Linked DNA regions of Mus musculus: region 2 is linked to region 1. The links are chromatin contacts, called in public Hi-C maps. All regions are on one chromosome and are shown on one strand. The core of a region is the stretch at or near the end of the contact, and the rest is flanking DNA. Distances in the headings are between cores, read along the strand shown. Region 1 overlaps Casz1 (castor zinc finger 1). Region 2 overlaps Pex14 (peroxisomal biogenesis factor 14).

Region 1 (2,700 bases), core at 162-2,661:
CCAGCCTTAGCCTCCTGAGAGCTGGGTTTATAGGTGTGTGCCTCCCACCAGGCCTGGTCACGTGGTCGAGTGTAGGTTGGTCTGCCCTCGAAGTGCACGCTTCCCTTCCAGCACGGGGAAATACAGAGCCCCATCTGAACAGAAACTGTTAAAAGAGGTACAAGGAAGGACATTGACCCTGAACTTAATTATTATGACATACTCTTTCACGCCATCATACCTGGTGTCTTTCCATCCAGGATTTTTTCCTTTGGTCACTGTGTCTATGTATAGAATGTGTATTTTAAATAATCGTGATCTATGGTCTAAGTGGAGACCCTGGATGAGGTCAGAATGAGCTGCGGCCAGAGCTGGGTGGTTGACTCTCTGTAAACCTGCGTGTGATGCTCAGCCATCCTACCAGTCAGTCACAAGACTCTTGAACTAGAGGCTAGAGAAGCAAGCCGGGCCACTGGGCGGGCAAGCGGGCCCTGCGTGCTCTCTGGGGTTGGTTTTGCCTGCTCGCTTCACTGGTAGAATATCCCTTTTAACTCCCTTCCCTCTTGCTTTTGACAAATGGGCATATTTGTACCATTTTCCCGAATGACCTTCTCGCCTTGGGGTAATGAGAAAATGAAGGTCTTAGCTAAGTGCTTTGAGATATTCAGATATAAAAGCGGAGAACGCGTGTTGTCGTGGGCCTTTTGCTGCCAGGGTGCTTTATAGAGAGAGGAAGTGCAGCTTCGGGGGTGAAGGTCGGCTGAAGGATGAGGGCCAGCCGCAGGACCTGTGTCTCTCTGGGTGCAAGGGCAGGAGAGTTCGGGGCCTGGCAAGGTTTGGGTGGGGCTCCGGACCATCTTCCAGGTACGCTTCCCAAGGCCAGGCACCCACAGACAAGGTGATCTGGGTCGCTCAGGCAAAGCCCCCAGCCTGGGTTTAGCTCTTGTGGATACATGATCTGATTTAAAGATATTCCCCTGTGCCGTCATAGCGTCCTCCCGTGATAACGCAGGGAATAAATCCTGCCTCGCCTATGCAAATAGCTATCTCGAGGATGATTTTGAAACATAGAAAAATATTTATTATATGTATTGGAGAAAATGCCCCTCCCTCTGAATGTCCAGTGTTCTGACGGCCACCAGAGAAACTCTATGAAAAAGCTTGAAAGATGTCCCCGAAATGACAGCATTAAAAGGGGGGGGGCACAGAGGACTCAGGCTGATTTGTTTTTTTATTTCATAACATTTTATTTAAATTCCCCCTATGATTAACAGCCAACAAAGCTGAAGTGCCAGCCCAGCGGGGAGCCCTGGCAAGGGTGGGGGGCGGGGCCGCGCCCCAAGAGGGCGCCTGCACCCACGGCCCCCGCAGGGCTCTGAGCTCACCGGCTCTGCCAGCAAAGCAGACCTATGAGCTCTCGGGAACCGAGGCGGATCGGTGACTCAGAACTCCGTGTTGTGCTCTCTTCAACAATAGCTTTTGTCCTTTGCCCAAAACCCTGGGCCAGTGTGTGAAAAAAAAATTAGAAAATTATGAGATAGTTTGTTCTTTCCTTACCAGCTGGTGCCAGCACTGGGTGCTTTATTTATTCAAGGTGGGGAGGCAGGGAAGGCAGGGTGGAGGTGAGGGAGAAGGAAAAAGAAAAACAAGGTAGAAACTCGGACAAGGCCCAAGAAAGGTCTACACCTCCACAACAAACTTTCTTTGTTTCATAGTGGGGAGGGAAAAAAATAAGGAAAAAAATGTAGAAGGCTTGTTGGAACTGAATACGGCTCCCTGCATGGCATCCACGCATGGGACTGCCCCTGTTCAGTCCCACTACCTCAGTCTTGTGTTTGTGGAGCAGGGAACTGATAGAAAGACAGAGCCCCCCACAGGGGCCCAGATAGAAAGACAGCAGGCAGCTGGACAGCTGGGGGAGCGAGGATGACCCAGTGGTGGCTGATGCTCTGACCGATGGTGCCTAACAGTCAGTAGCCTGGCTCCTCACTACCAGCTGCGTTTTGTTTTCCTGAGAGCCAGGAAGATGTCTCCATTGGTGAAGCACTTGGTTTGAAAGTACAAGAATCTGGATTCAAATCTCTAAAACCTAGATTTTAAAAAAAGGTGAGCAGGGCAGTGCGTACTTGTAACCCCAGCACCGGGGAGGCAGAGACGGAAGGATCCTGGGGGCTCTGGAGCTAGGCAATAGCTCTGGGTTCAGTGAGAGATCTGGTCCCACAAATAGGGCAGATATATAGATAAAGAAAGATGTGGAACATTGACCTCTGGCCTCCACAAACACTATTGAATGTGTGCCTGCATATACACGTACTACACACACACACACACACACACACACACACACACACACACACACGCTCATGCAACTCTTCCTGGGGTCTCTGCTACTGTATCATTTGGAATCTCGAACAGCATGTAGATCAGCATCAAGCCCAATGTGGCCTTATTTTATTATTGAAATTTTATTTATTTTTATTTTATGTATATGAGTGTTTGCCTGAATGTTTTTTTGTTTTTTTGTTTGTTTGTTTTGGTTTTCCGAGACAGGGTTTCTCTGTATAGTCCTGGCTGTCCTGGAACTCACTCTGTAGACCAGGCTGGCCTCAAACTCAGAAATCCACCTGCCTCTGCCTCCCGAGTGCTGGGATTAAAGGCGTGCGCCACCACACCCGGCTTGTTTGCCTGAATGTATGTATATGAATTGTATATATCCCAGTG
Region 2 (2,700 bases), core at 139-2,638, 240 kb after region 1:
AATGATCACGTGAAATAAATAGAAAAATTACTTTTTAAAAGTCACTGGTGGTAGAAGGCTTCTTTCCACCAAGGAACGCAACGTTGGGTGGCTGAGAGAAAGCCTCACATGGAGGTCTGTGTAGAAACACCCACCGCCCCAGATGGAACAAGACACGCTACACGCTACACGCACACTTGCAATTTTCCAACTGAGTCCAGCATCACTGCAAAGGATTAGTGCACCTAATGCACAGCCTGGCTTGGGACGACGCGGCCTTGGCAACGCCTTTGTAATCAGGTAGCCTATTACAAACCTAGCGCAGCAGACAGAACTCAAAGTCCAGGCATCCTCACCAGGTGCTTTCAAGCCCAGCACCTTGCTGCCCTCTGGCTTTTAAGCACTCTCCTTCCAGAGAGCATCTGTGCTTTCCCCACAGTCCTCGCTGCCCTCTGCCACGACCACTTAGTGCAGCACCACCCATGAGCACTAAAGGACCGGCAGAAAGCGCAGCAGCCCCCAGCACGGCAGCGCGTCTAAATAGGGAGATCTAGGCAGCGCATTATCTGGAATGTGCTGGGGGTGGGGGGTTGCTAGAAAAAGAGGGTGCAAGGGGAACCTTTCCACTATTTCAGAAGTGTGCTCTCAAAATCGTTCCCCCGTTAGATAGCACACAGTGTGGAGTGTGAAGAAAAGAAGACACAGAGCGTGGCTACTCCTCTCCTCTGGCACCGCTGTGACAGGCACACGGGAAGAAACACGACCGGCTTTCTTTCTCCCACAGAGGACAAAGCGGACACAAGGACCTTCACACTGTCTCCCCTTCAACAGCGCTAACAATCTAAGCACTGTAAATCAAGGATGAAATTCCTGGGCCAGGAAGTGACGGAGAGGCGTTTCTTTCTGTAAAGAGCCCCGTGCTGCCTGCCTGCCTGCCTGCCTGGGAGCCAGCACTTTGGGGCAAGAGGTGGGTGGGCAGGCAGGAAGGCAGAGAGTACGGTGGCCGTAGGTCTTCACCTAGTAAACACAGCGTTACTATGTACGGTGGCCTTGCTTCAAAAGTTATTTATTTCACAAAACCACTCTGCTAAATGGGTTTCAATCTAATTGAATCACATCTGCATAGGGCAAATGCAGTGAGCTGAGATTCTCCATCTATTCCTTGGCTGAAGGGTTCACGAATTTCTTAGTACTTACTAAGTACACTATACCCGAGAATGTAAGAAGAGCAGAGAGCACTGTCTGTTGCTCCAACCCTTTGCAGAAGACAAGGTCTATAAAACACCCTGAAGGACACAAAGCTCGAAGGCAGGAGCTTCCTGCATCTTGCGGCCCACAATCACGGGTGGTGCCTGATCACCCAGGTCTTCAGAATGCACCACCCACAACTACCTCCTCTTCAGAACCTGGAGTCCAGCATATGCCTGGCACAGATGACTCTGCACGGCAGTCACTGTCTCTCCTCCCCGTCTCTTAGGTCATGTCACAAAGAAATTCAGCTTTCTCAAGAACTACACCTACACATCCAGGACATCATCCCTGTTGCCGAGGGCTCAGCGTGGAAGCTAAGGAAGCCCCCTCCCACCCTCCTCCTCTCGCTAGGCCAGCCTGTTGGTGTGAACACAACAGAAAGTTGCAAAGAACACAAGTTTAAGGGAGAATTCTGCCACACGCTGAGTCTTCCAAATCTGGTTCAGCCACATTCCTGCCCACAGCCTGCACCTCCCTACAGTTTCAGAACGCAGCTGCACACATCTCTTCAAATTCAGATTTCTAGCACCTCTAATTACAGGCCTCTTGAGCCAGGCTCCTTTAATTAATGAACCTGACTCCTCTCTCTTCAAAGGGAATCTGCATATGAGATGTACGTGGTGAGCTGACCCTATCAGCGCTATGATCGGCTGCCTCACTTGCACCCAACAAAAGCAAAGGCGTCTCAGGCCCCACTGGCCAGTCCAGCCCACCCTCATCTGATGTGGGCCAAGTGTGTGCTTAAGGCCATAAAACAGTTCTCGGAACCTGACAGAGGAGAAAGCTTTGCTAGGTGTGACTAGCAGAACTGCAGGAGACGCTGGTTCTCCCTGCTCACCTGCTCTACCCGCTTCCCTCTGCCAGGATGAGTGTGGAATGCAGGCTGGAGAGCGGACCACTCATCAGGGCTGGACTCTGACATCTCTGGGGAGAAATAAACGCAGCAGGCAGGTCTGGAGCCCAGTTATCTATCGCAGGACTGAACCTTACTATAAGCCAGGCAGGGAAAGGCTCACGAAGCACCACCACTGTTCAGCGGCTGTGGGGCGCGATGTGAGCCCTTGCCCGCTCGCTCACCCTCCATGCCGTTCCTTAGCTATGCGATTTGCTGCCTGTAGCCTCACTCCTGAAAGTGGCTCTGTGGAGGCAGCTTGTAATCAGGAGAGCCGCACTGACTTTGGATTTCACAAAATCTGAAAACAGTTACAAATAACAACCCAGATGCCAGAAAAGACAAGGTCTGCTCTGGGCCTACTTAAAACAATTCCAGATAGTGGGTAAAGCACAGGCTGCTTGCTCCCCCAGAGGTCTAAGGAGTTCAATTCCCAGCAACCACACGGTGGCTCACAACCATCCATACGGTGATCTAATGTCCCTTTCTGTCATAAACTCATATACATAAATAAATAAATCTTAAAAGAAAAAAAACTGACTAATTCTAGGTAAGGTTTCAGGCAGAAGAATCGAGAG

The links. A called contact is a pair of places that touch in the nucleus more often than the background predicts.
Region 2: a Hi-C map of epidermal suprabasal cells shows a contact between it and region 1, with 2.8 times the contacts expected there. The contact joins two enhancer-like sites. A contact is called at or near these places in 1 of 39 promoter capture datasets (pre-B cells), 25 of 484 Hi-C or Micro-C datasets (the G1E-ER4 cell line, the N1E-115 cell line, cerebral cortex and 15 more) and 8 of 115 datasets of contacts at active chromatin or transcription factors (the NIH/3T3 cell line, embryonic basal ganglia, embryonic hindbrain and 4 more).

What each region holds. Positions count from the first base shown.
Region 1 is chr4:148,818,965-148,821,664 of GRCm38.p6, forward strand. The region is part of intron 1 of Casz1 (castor zinc finger 1); the gene reads left to right. Among named protein-coding and RNA genes, the nearest start is that of Casz1, 16 kb to the left of the region's middle. Within about 2 kb of position 1,412, at least 32 of the 459 cell types and tissues checked have an H3K27ac peak or open chromatin away from gene starts, as enhancers often do. A contact at or near this core is called in epidermal suprabasal cells, where this site is marked.
Region 2 is chr4:149,056,828-149,059,527 of GRCm38.p6, forward strand. All of the region lies in intron 2 of Pex14 (peroxisomal biogenesis factor 14), which reads right to left. Among named protein-coding and RNA genes, the nearest start is that of Gm46722, 40 kb to the right of the region's middle. Within about 2 kb of position 1,389, at least 37 of the 459 cell types and tissues checked have an H3K27ac peak or open chromatin away from gene starts, as enhancers often do. A contact at or near this core is called in epidermal suprabasal cells, where this site is marked.